2 separate regions of the Cyprinus carpio genome follow, and region 2 is linked to region 1. Evidence: chromatin contacts called from public Hi-C data. All regions are on one chromosome and are shown on one strand. Each heading gives the region's core, a stretch centred on a gene start, on an enhancer-like site or on the middle of the called end of the contact. The rest is flanking DNA. Distances are from core to core; before and after follow the strand shown. Region 1 overlaps LOC109083789 (rho GTPase-activating protein 26-like). Region 2 holds the start of LOC109064997 (protein YIPF5).

Evidence for each region. Hi-C and Micro-C count contacts between places; a contact is called where the count stands out from the background.
Region 2: a contact with region 1 is called in a Hi-C map of skeletal muscle, with 2.7 times the contacts expected there. The contact joins the promoter of LOC109064997 here to the enhancer-like site in region 1. A contact is called at or near these places in 3 of 8 Hi-C or Micro-C datasets (liver and skeletal muscle).

The regions. Positions count from the first base shown.
Region 1 is chrA21:23,098,431-23,104,901 of ASM1834038v1, reverse strand. It overlaps LOC109083789 (rho GTPase-activating protein 26-like), which reads right to left. Exons shown (of 26, transcript XM_042711352.1): 9 at 5,933-6,033; 10 at 2,554-2,648. Among protein-coding and RNA genes, the nearest start is that of LOC109083789, 44 kb to the right of the region's middle. Within about 2 kb of position 2,416, at least 2 of the 8 cell types and tissues checked have an H3K27ac peak or open chromatin away from gene starts, as enhancers often do. A contact at or near this core is called in skeletal muscle, where this site is marked.
Region 2 is chrA21:23,254,263-23,260,733 of ASM1834038v1, reverse strand. It overlaps LOC109064997 (protein YIPF5), which reads left to right and starts at 2,515. Exons shown (of 6, transcript XM_042711355.1): 1 at 2,515-2,644; 2 at 3,423-3,536; 3 at 3,895-4,061; 4 at 5,971-6,116; 5 at 6,269-6,450. The coding sequence starts at 3,433. It overlaps LOC122134717 (a long non-coding RNA gene), which reads right to left and starts at 4,864. Exons shown (of 2, transcript XR_006153066.1): 1 at 4,737-4,864; 2 at 4,646-4,679.

The sequences.
Region 1 (6,471 bases), core at 1,167-3,666:
AGTTCAACTCATGAACTCTTTAAACTAAATAACACGCAATTAAGAATTTGGAAACAATGTATTATTTTAAATTATAGTATTTTCATAATGAATATAATGAATACAATTTTTTTTGCATTTAATATGCTAAAGTGTATTGTTCTTCTGTTTCACAATTGCAAAAGCAATCATAGTTAAAGAAACACACATAAGTCATTACCCTTGGTAACAAAAATAGATATACCAGATACTGATGATGCTATTTGAACAAATGGATAGTATTTCATGACTTGCAAAATAATAGTACAGTCAGTCTGATAGATAGATAGATAGATAGATAGATAGATAGATAGATAGATAGATAGATAGATAGATAGATAGATAGACAGATAGATAGTAACAGTCCAAGGCTTTTAAATAAAGTTCTTATTTTACCAAGGAAAAAACCTTTCTCTGATTTAGCATATAACAATGTAAGAGCCAGTTTACTGTGCCGTGTGTTGGTAAACCTTTTAATATTTCAGTATGGCAGCTCTGTCAGTAAATCAGGAGTACACACACTCACACACCATTAACTTGCGTGACAACTGAAGGTTAGGCCATGCCAGGTCAGGAAGAGTTATGGTTATAAAACTGGGGATGTTTAATTGAGTTTGTGCACAGGAAAGTCTGATAGATTTACAGTGTGATAGTACACTGCTGCTGTGGAGGGCAAAAGAAGGAGGCTATTGCAAAATTGCAACATGTTTTGTGGAAAATACATTTGTGAATAATTAACTAGGTATTTTCCAACTTTATCATGACAAATCGACACTGAATCATACGGCAACATAAGCCACAAAGGCATTGATGTATTATACACTTCCATGTGCATGCAGTGTCTGAAATTGTCACTCACTAAATAAAAAAAAAGTAAAATGAGTGAATACACTCACAGCTATAGACACTTCATAGAATTACCCTATTCTTAATGAGTATTTTGTCTAAATGTGATTATTTTCTTGTTTTGTATAAATATTTTCACCTGAAAACATGTAAAAAAAAAAAAAATTAAAAACACTATATAGAATGTTTAGTGTACTGCACATTATATCTAATGTTGTGACATACATACTTAAAACACCTGAATCTGAATGTGACCCTTTATTCTGAGACATATTTTCTGAAAATCCTGCTAAATTTTCATTAAGAAGAATTTTTAAAAGGATTTCGAACCATGTGTGAATTTGCTTTGTATCAGGTGTATAAAAGTAGGATTTTTCTTGTTTTCAGTAAAATTAAAATGTAAAAAATAAATAAAACAATATATTTTGAGAACTAAAACTACATAAATGAAAACTTTCTGAAATTATACACCACTGGTCAAAAGTGTTGAATAATTAGGACTTTGAAATGTTTTGGCTGCATTTGTTTGATAAAAATACAGTAAAAATTTAATATTTTGAAATATTATTACAATTTAAAATAACTTTTTATTTATTCTTTTTTAAATAAAGGTTTTATTTTAATATGTTTTAAAATGTATTTTATTCCTGTGATGCAAAACTGAATGTTTAGCATCCATTACATAAGACTTTAGTGTCACATGATCCTTCAGAAATCGTTCTAATAAGCTGATTTGGTGCTTATTATCAGTCATTATAGATTTTAAGAATTCTTTGATGAAAAGACAGTTCAAAAGAAAAATATTTATTTGAAATAGAAACCTTTTTTTGTAATATTATTAATGTCTTTTCTATCACTTTTTTAATAAACACAGTCTTGGTAAACTTTTGACCAACAATGTATATCCTGAATTAAAATGATTTCTCTTACCCTACTTGTTTTAAATGCAAATTTAACAGAATTTAGTATGGTTTATGCTTAAAATGTAAATCTTAGTGTTGAAAGAAAAAATATTAATTCAAGATATTCTCTGGAGATAAATCTTATTATGTGACACAATCTTGCTGGGAAGCAAGACTAAAATATTGACTAATATATATGTATATATTGTAATGTGCAAAGCGTGATGTAAACCCAGCATTACAACATTGTGTCATCAGGGCTTATAGTGCATCTTTTGGCATATAGGTTAAGTGTAATGTAATCGGCTCCCTTCCTCTGTCTACAACACATAAGATGGCCACTATATCTCTCCCCTCCTAGTTACCAGGTTTTCACAACAAAACCTAGCCCAAAACTAGTCCAGTCACGTTTCGGGGGGGATCCCCCGGTAAAAACCGCATTCAAATCGGTCAAAATACAAGTTTTTGGTGGAGTTCCCCTGATAAAATTCACATTTTAGGGGCTAAATATCACGTTATTGGGGTTTTTTCAACCCGTGGACATAAAAAAACAAACATGTAACAGTGTTAAAGTAGCCCAATTCTGCGGGAAAACCGTGGACTTGGCAACACTGCTAGTTACTGCAACAGTTTTGACAGGCCGAAGCTGTACTCTCTTCATGCCTGATGGACCTAGTTCAAATCTCCACCCCATTTCCTGAGCAGCAGCCAGGAAGTGTGTCTCCCGCTGAATGTTACGTGGATGTTAAGTGCCATCTGGTGGCAGGTATGCACACAGTCAACTCACCGGTCCACAGCTTCAATGTCAAAACAGAACCTCTTCTCAATGGAGTCTGTTTTCCTTCTGGTGCAAGATTTGAGCGTAAAGCTTTCCTCGTCTCCCTGTAAAGAAAAACATGGTTTACTATAGGCCCAACAATTTTCAGTGTTTCACTTATTCGATTTTTATGTGAGCCTGGACGGCCGACAGGAAAATGTGACTAGATGGTCTATATTTACCAACTACACTGTCATCACATAAATGATTATATAAATGAATAATAAGGTGTCAGCTTACTTCCTATCTTCTTGCAAGTGTGGCCATGGAATGGGTGTTCAAATGCGGTCAGCTATTTTTATTCCAACACTTCACAACTCCTTTGCCGACTAGCAACACATTACACACATGCCTCTGGAGTTCATTACCAGAGTGCTGTCGTTCTCTCCTTCAGTGTAATCTTCACTTACAGTCTAATTGTATCTATCACGCCACTCTGCGGAGTGACTTCTCTCGATTTTTTTTTTACTCTCTTCACATTGCAGAAAAGGTGTCAGCATAAGGTGTCTAGCGCCGGGACTGGGTACTAAACAAACTGTGCACGCTTACAGAGTGCAATGTCTCGAAAGGTGAAACAAGGGTGCCTGTGAGTACTCACATGGAACCAAAACTGACAAATGGGACTCTGTGGTCTAGTGCACAATAAATCTGCAAGACTGCATGTACACAGTAAGTGTACCATTTGGAACAAAGTCATGTTTTCAGTTATAAAAGCATTCAGGTTTTCATGTATTAATACCCGAAGTACCACACTTTGGTGCATAACACATCCCACATCCTTTGTGCTACTTCACATATGCATCCTGATTCCTGCTGCCATCTCTTCCCATATTAAACGATGCACACACACACGTCCATCCACCTCATCTAAAAGAAAATGTGATTCATCAGACCAGGCATTCTTCCATTGCTCCATGGTCCAGTTCTGATGCTCACGTGCCCATTTGTAGGTGTTTTCGGCAGTGGACAGGGGGTCATCATGGGCACTCTGCGGCTACGCAACCCCATACACAGCAAACTGTGAAGCACCGTGTGTTTGGAAGTCTTTCAGCAAATCTTCTGTTTGATTGGACCATATGGGCTAGACTTGCCGTTTTAGAGATGCACTCAGTCATTTAGCCATCACTGTTTGGCCCTTGTTGAAGTCAGATCTTTTTGCTTGACCATTTTTCCTGCTTCCAAAACACGAAATTCAAGGACTGATGGTTACACTTTGGTTTAGGGACCAATTCTCACTATTAACTAGTTTATTAGCATGCATATTACTAGCATACTGACTGTTTACTAGTACGTATAAAGCACATATTAATGCCTTATTCTGCATTACCATATTTTAGATCCCTTAATCCTGCCCCATACCTACATAGATTTTACAACTACCTTACTAATTATTGAGACTTGGTCCCCAAGCTAAAGTGTGACCCAGTGTTATACACTTCACCTGTCAGTGGTTTTAAAGGGATGCTCCACCCCAAAATACAAATTTTGTCATTAATCACTTACCCCCATGTTGATCCAAACCCGTAAAAGCTTTGTTCGTCTTCGGAACACAATTTGAGATATTTTGGATGAAAACTGTGACTGTCCCATTGACTGCCAAGTAAATAACAGCATCAAGGTCCATAAAAGTTTAAAGACATCACGGGGGTAAGTGATTAATGACAAAAATTTCATTTTTGGGTGGAGTATCCCTTTAATGTTGTGGTTGATCAGTTTATATATCTCACTCATGAAAATATGTTAAAAGATTAGCGGAGAGGCAGTCAATTTGTTATCTGATAATTGGTTTCCACTGTGTGTTTAAAAATTTGAGTTTGTAATTCCTGCGTGTAATCCCTCTGGACCATTAGTCTGCTAAGCCTCCAGTATAAATCTATTTACTGTAAACATATTCATTTTAACCAACTGAAGGATGAGCTGAAATGACTGTTGTAACTGACATGTCAAAGATGTAATACATAAACATTGGGTTGAAAGAAAAACAGAATAATAAATGAAAAATGTGAAAACTTTTATGATGTATAGAATGTTTTTTGTTAATCTTTATTAAGCTGGGACAATATATATATGTGACTCTGGACCACAAAATGAAATTTATCATCTGAAAGCTAAATAAATAAGCTTTACATTGATGTATGGTAATATGTAATGCACATTACTAATCAAAAATTTGTATTGATATAAAAGGTTTTGATATATATTTACAGTAGAAAATTTACAAAATATCTTCATGAAACATGACCTTTACTTAACATCCTAATGATTTTTGGCATAAAAGAAAAATCAATAATTTTGACCCATAAAATGTATTTATGGCTATTGATAAAAATATACCTCAGCGACTTAAGACTGGTTTTGTGGTCCAGGGTCACATATATATGTGTGTGTGTGTGTGTGTGTGTACATAGGGGGTGCACATACGTTTTTTACACATAGTGTGACCCATTAAATATAACTATTAAAAAAACTAAACTAATTAATAATAGTAATAATAGTATTATTACACTATATCACAATAATATTTCTCTTTATAAAAAAAAAAAAAAAAATGTCACAAAACAATAATATTTAAAAAAACACAGTGAGAGTTAAAAAAATAAAAAAAATACAATTATTCTATAGTACACAATATTTACATTTACCATTTTTCTTCTTTTTTTATTTTTTTATATGAATTTTCAGCATTTTCAAACCTAAAATCAGTAAGCTTTTACATTGGCGGGTTGCCAGCAAGTAAGTATGAACTGCTGGTTTTAGCGAATGCCGAGTGAAGCCCATCACTGAATAAAGCGTCCCAGATTTGCATTTTGCTGTGAAACGGTTCCAACTCAAGAATCAGAAGATTTTTTTTTTTTTAAGTTGGAAATTTACATTACATTAAAATGTTTTTGTTCCAACAGATTGAGCATGTCCTTGTATATATGTTAGCAATAACATAAACCATGCAAACCATGAAACAATATAACTCTGTATTCAATCTATTATCACAATAAAACATGTTTTCTGTTTCTGCGATTGGCAGGTTTGTGTGTTTAGCAGCGGGGTGGTAGTGTGTGGTCGGAATGTAATCAGGAGGAATGCAGTCCCTGGTGCGAGAGTCGTGCTACTGACCCTGCGTGTGTGGCAGTGTAGAGTGAGAAGGGCACAGAGCCAGGTGCCGACACTGGTGCCAGCTCAACGATGCAATACGCATCTTCTCGTGCCAAGATCAGAGTCTTGTCAGCATGGGGAACAAACTTGTGGCCTGTGCCAGCATCCACTCTCCAATCCAAAGGTTACACATACTGTTGAGTGAAAGGGCACGAGAGGAATTGTATGTGACAAAGAAAGAGAAAAAAGAACCACTTACATTTTTGCCCCCAGACTTCTGATCAAACAGCATCATGGTCATGCGTTTGGGCTCTCGTTGATAGATGCAGTAGTACTTCACCCATGTGGACACGAAGGAACCTGATTTGGTACAAAACAGGGAGCCATGTAAGAAAAAGACAGATAAACATAATCTTTGGTTCTTATTCATTTCTTAATAGCCATGAAAATCACAAATCCTCTACAAAATTTTAAATACGTAACTATATGTTCAACACAGTGCAGATTCCAGCTGAATTTTGAACACTGGAGGCAGTAAAACACCAAAAAATTTTATTCCTTTTTACACAATTATGATTACCAGAAAATCAATTAACAAGGACTCATTTTCGTGCCATGTCTTTGCACAATACTATGCTATCACCTTAAAATACCTTTAGCATAGTGCATGATTTCTAAACCAATTTCTTTTAATATGGATATCACATATTAATCTCAATTTCAATGCATATCACTCATTAGTAAACCTGCTTGGTAACTCACCTGGTACAGAATTGCATTTGCAATCAAAAAAACTCA
Region 2 (6,471 bases), core at 1,266-3,765, 160 kb before region 1:
TCTATCTATCTATCTATCATAGCCAAGCCAACATCAATTTTCTTTTCATGACAAAATTTATTTATCTAGCTGTATACAAAAGCAGTTGTTTATATATATATATATATATATATATATATATATATATATATATATATATATATATATATATATATATGCAGATCTAAATGTAGAAGTGTAGAAAATGTCTGTTTATCTGTTTTATGCTTACTTTTCGTTTTAGTAGATGCTCTGTCCCCCTGGAGTAACTTGAGGGTGTATATCTGTGCGACTGTGGATTTCTGTAATGACTCCACTCATAACAATGATGGGACTTTTGTGTTACCAGCCCTGAGTCTCAACCACAGCATAATCACTGCTTTCCACCTGCACCATTATGGTGCTTTATGTCTGTTACATAAACTTTCTAGTGAATCGAGCCTTTCCTAATCTCTCCCTGTATAATAAAACAATCACTCCTCTCATATAACCTCTATTATTCTTGCACAGTAATAATAATGATTTCCCAGCAGAGATTTATTTTTAGTTTCTCTTGACACCAAAACATCCCTGTCTGCTTTGTGTAACTGCCATCACATTGTATGCTGGAGCAGATGATTAATGATTCATACATGCAACACGCTTAAGGAGCAGGACAACTAATACTTTTTTTTTTTTTAAGTACACATTATGTTTGAAGTTTCATTGTGATTCACTATGTGATCCACAAACATAAAATAATAATAATAATGAAATATTCATAAAATCGTATAAGTCTGTCAAAATATGAATGTGCTCCTGGTCTAAAGCGTGTTACATGTATGAATCATTTATCATATGCTCCAGCATACAATGTGGCAGTTACATAACAAAATGGTACGAACTGTTCAACAAAAAAAACAACAAAATATGGGGGGGGGGGGGGGGATAATGATCATGAAATTATTAAATGAAATGTTATTTGTAATTGATATTGTAGATGTAAACCGCAGTCCTTATTTCATAAATCAAAATCTGCCATAAAAAAATCATTAGAAATTCCGCAGGAAGTTAATGAATTAGTTTTCTGTTTAGCCTACAAAGTTACATAATGACAGTGTCATCATGCAAAATGCATCTTTTTATGGGTACTTTATTCAGACAATTTGCAGATTTATTCACCAATTGCAGATATCACACAGGCTAAATGAATGGGTAGTTCGGACTTCTCTTCTAATTTTTGTAGGAGACCCTAAATATAGCCCACTCCAAAAATGATTGTCTAATGGCAAATGTTGAATGTTAGGAGACAAGCAGTCACTTTACAGTAGGCTATAATGTGACAAGCTGTATCCACACAAAAGCTGTGTGTGTGTGTGTGTGTGTGTGTGTGTGTGTGTGTGTGTGTGTGTGTGTGTGTGTGTGTGTGTGTGTGTGTGTGTGTGTGTGTGTGTGTGTGTGTGTGTGTGTGCGTGTGTGTGTGTGAATGACTTACATTCAAATAGAACTGCTTGTCTCCTGATAATAAAATAAAAACATTTTTTAGAGATATTTGGTGCATTTCTCGAATCATCCTTAATATTTGCAAAGAAGTATGTGCATTATTTGGTAGAATCATCCTTATATTGCAAAGAAGATGGTTGCATTTCTCAAAACAATTCGGACAAACAGACACACAATGGATTACCTGCAAAAGCCTGTAACTTACTCAAAATCTTTAGTTCATCTCTCAAAATCAAGTATTTATGTCAATGAACATATCAGTGCCATCAGAATGACCAGTCCTTGTGTCATTGTACAGAAACAAGATAGTCAAAATGCTTAGTCATGTTAACAGTGCACTTATTAGTGTTTTGGTAAACTATATGGACAGTTACTGTATTGAACAGTATATGCTTATGTATGCTACAGTATATATCCATTACAGAAGTACAAATTTACACATTACTGTGTGTGGGATATTGACTGTAAGAGACTGGATAGTATTCCTAGTTAGACTTTTACTTGTGGTCTGACCAAAAAAAAAACAAAAAAAAAAACAAAAAACAAAAAAAAACCTTTACAATGTCATTGTGATATAGAAATGGAAAAAGAAACATGGGCACAAAGATGAAAATAAAAAATAAGTCAACTGTCAGAATTTGTAACTCTTGTTTTGTCCTCTGTCTATACAGTATATGCTTTCCAACTGAAGATTCATGAGATGAACCTTTGAGCTATTTCGTCTTTATCATTGGTTGATCTACATTCTCTTCATCAGTCAAGATTCACTTGCACAATTCATGTCAAGTTTACAAAAAGTCCAATAATAATAATGAACTAAAGACTAGATGTTTTGAGGGGTAAGACTATTGCACAGAAACCAATAAAATACATTTTGAGCAACATGACATTAGCAACTGATAATGTAGGAAACCGCAGATAAATGTGCATAATCAATTGCATGAATGTACAAAAGCAATCGCAACTTGTTCAAAAGAATGAGAAACTGGTTTTATGATGTGTATAAAAAAAAAACTGTAAATGTCTCTGTGTGCAGTGAGCGCATCCTCACACAGAGGGCGCACGTCAGTTTCCCGCAGCCTAATCTAACCCAGTGACGTCATCGCCCCATGACCCGGAAATTCTGCTGCTATTTCTTGACACGTAGTTAGCGGCGTTGGCGGAGTCTCGGGCGGTTAACGGTGTAAGTAAAACTTCAGAATCTCCCACCATATACATACATAATCCATCCATCAAACATATATAAGATTTTCGTCCAGCACTTCATTAGTTTTTGCTGACAGTGACTGAGTGAGTCGATGCAGTGCTTCAGCGGAGCTGTGCTAACTGAACCCAAACAAAACCAACATTCGTGCTGAAACCACTGCAAATATGTGTGACTTCTGCAAATATGGCAAAGAGAATTAGTGCGGCATTGACTTTAACTAACATACAGCCTTATCTGTAATATATACAGTGTTCCTCTGACAAAAAATAAAATAAATAAATAAATAAAATAATATCGTGGTTAATTTTTGAACTTCGTTTTCTTTTTAAATATATATCATGTTTCTTTGTATATGTGCTGTGGACATACATAGCAATATCACAGTGATGTAACGTAATGCATGGTAGTACCATAGCATTTGTAAGCTTTCAGTATCATGGTATTGAAATCTGTTTCTATCTCTTTACCATGGTACAGTTTTGTATCTGTTTGGAGTCACTGATCATTTGTGTTTGATTCTTTAATATCATCTATCAGTTCTTATTAAGAAATATAAATTGCTTGCTTTAATCCTTAATTGTTACAGTAACATTCGAATGTGTGATTTTAAATAACATTCTAAAAAATACACTGCTGTTCAAACTAAAATCTCCCGCCAAATAACGGTCTTGGCTTTGATACTGTTAGATACCAGTAAGTTTTAATAACCTCTAATGTCCATCTCTGGCTTATTTTTCTATTTAATTCCTTCCAGGCTGTTTGCAATGTCGGGGTTTGACAACACAGACTTTTTCCAGTCTAGTTACAGTGTGGACGATCAGAACCAAGGAGGATATGGCTACAGCGACCCAAATGACCCGTACAGCAAGTAGGCCTGAGCCTTGCACAAAGTCCTGCTGTTATTAATACACAGCACTATTTAATAAGTCAAGTCAATTTTATATGTATAGCATTTTTCATTTGTTTCAGAGCAGCGAGTATACTGTTTGTCTGTGCATAAAGTTGGAGATGCATATATATATCCAACATTAAATATATTGCTGGTTGATAGTATACAGAGCTTTAGAGAGTAATCAGTATATCGTAATGCATGCAAATCAGTGTATACTTATTTCATGTTTGCAGTAGCCTTATTTATATCCTAGCTTCTGTAGGCCCTAGATGTTGAGTGTGAGAATATGTCTGTCACCTAAGTATGACGATAAATCTTTTATTGCATCTGATAGACAGTATGAGTACTCCCAGCCGATGGGCTACTCGGCGCCTCCGGGAATGATGCAGCCCCAGCAGCCTTACATGGGGCAGATCTACCAGCCCACGCCAGCCTTTACGCCAGTCTCCCCACAGTCCATGTACGGTAGCAGCTTTGAGGATGAGCCCCCGCTGCTGGAAGGTAAGAGACGGAGACTAAGCTTAAAGGCAGCGAGTCACCTTTATTTATATAGTGCTTTATACAATACAGATGTTGTCAAAGAAGTTTTACAAATAGTGTTTCGGTAATGCAAACATAATTCAGTTCTGCTGTGAAGCAGCTCTAAAAAGAGGACTGTAGTAAACAGTCAATTTTTCTGTTTAAGTCAGTTCATTGTTGATTCAGGTCAGTTTAATAACTGTGTAAAGGTCATCAATTATGGAATTATTTGAATTTATCTATAACGCAGAGAAGAAAAGAGTAATGCCATCATCCAGCTCAGTTCAGTTCTCATCCAATAGTGTATTAAGTCCTCCGGTCCTGAGGGCCACTATCCTGCAGAGTATTAGCTTCAGCCCTCATAAAATAACCTGCCTGTATCTATCTAGTAATCTCGAAAAACACTGATTTGTTCAGGTGTGTTTAAAAAACTTGCCATTGGCCCTCCAGGACCGAAGTTGCCTATCCCTGCAATAGTGTATTTGCATCTTTAAAAATTCCATTTCCTAAATTCATCTTATCTTAAATAACCAATCAATTCAATTTTACTTTAACCAACCATCTTTATTATAAAACCTAAAACTAAACTAAAAGTGTCACCTGGGGCTGTGTTCAGTGCAAACCACGTATGTGTCCCTGCATACTGAAAAGTGTCACCTGGGGCTGTGTTCAGTGCAAACCACGTATGTGTCCCTGCATACTGAGGTTAAGTAGTCCTTGTGAAACCTTCTTACCCCAGAGCTGTGCTTAAAATGGACCAGCAGTCATCAGTCAGAGAGATGCAGAGAAAGCCACTTAACTGATTACTGCTGGTCACTGTTGTCATCCTGAATCAGAAGTGCATTTATCATGTTGTGCAGCAGTGTTCAACTTCAATTCTGTCCTATTATTCTAATGTTCTGCCTTATTAGTGGTGCTCACTAAGACAAGCATCATTGTTAACCACTATTATCTCATTATCAAACTAAAAAATGCAGTGAAGCAGTTAAAGTGATATTAAAATGTGAATCAAAGTCAGGTACATGTAGGGGGAAAGCATGAAACAAGAAATTATATCATCTGTTTTATCAGATATGGGACTACATTTGTTCCAAATAAATAATTACATTGCATGATTCACAAATATCTAACAGTCACAAATGAAAAGAATGAGTTTTCACAAGTATGTGTTGGGTGTTTCAAAAAATGAATTCACAATTAATGAATTAATTGTGCATTTTAGCATGCATTTGCAGATTGCTTCTTGTCCATTTGTGAATCACTGCATGCAATTTGTGGATTTTGAAATATCAAGCCGTGCACACAAATCTCGGTTGTAGCTTCACGCAGTTCCGTTTTGTTTTAGGAAGGGAACAGACTTCTTGTGCCCATGACAAGAACTGAATTCTATGAGCTATGGCACTGTTTGCGGGGTTTAAACACACCGTTTTATGGGAATTTTTCCTTTGTATTTCTATCAAAATTCATAAACCAGGATTATACACATTTTTATTGTTTACAATTTCTTCTTGCATGTTTGTCACAAAATTGACTATTTTCTTATTATCCAGCTATTTATTGAGGCTTTTCGTTCCATCTTGAATAATGTGATGCTTCCATAATGTAACTGTATCCAGTATAAAATTGTGCCCATAACATAATTTTACATTTAAATTAAATTAATTACATTTAAAATAAATTTAAATTTATGCATTTAGCAGACGCTTTTATCCAAAGCGACTTACAGTGCATTCAGGCTATCAATTTTATCATTTATCATTTTACCTACCACATTTAATGTGTGATTGATGATTAGCATTTTATCCACTCACATCGCCTTCCCTCATGTACCCCCATTTGGTGGTGAGTTGTGTGGGGTAAGAAAACAGGAAAATGTATTTTCACTTTCTAGAGCTGGGGATCAACTTTGACCACATCTGGCAGAAGACTCTGACTGTGCTGCACCCGCTGAAGGCAGCAGATGGCAGTATAATGAACGAAACAGACCTGGCTGGGCCCATGGTGTTCTGTTTGGCCTTTGGGGCGACGCTACTCTTGGTAAGACACATGTCTGTTTTGAATGTCTCTAGCCTAAAATTTTTCATTTTTTTTTTAGGCATATATATTTTTTAATGAATGTATATTCTAGCAGAATGATTAATGATAGAATACAAAGTTAAATGTTAAGATGTTTCTCTTCCTCGTTTTAGACGGGTAAGATCCAGTTCGGTTACGTGTATGGTATCAGTGCCATCGGGTGCCTCGGCATGTACTGCCTGCTCAACCTCATGAGCATGACCGGGGTGTCATTCGGCTGTGTGGCTAGTGTTCTCGGTTACTGCCTGCTACCCATGATCACCCTGTCCAGTTTCGGGGTCCTCTTTTCCTTACAGTAAGATTTTTTTTTTTATAT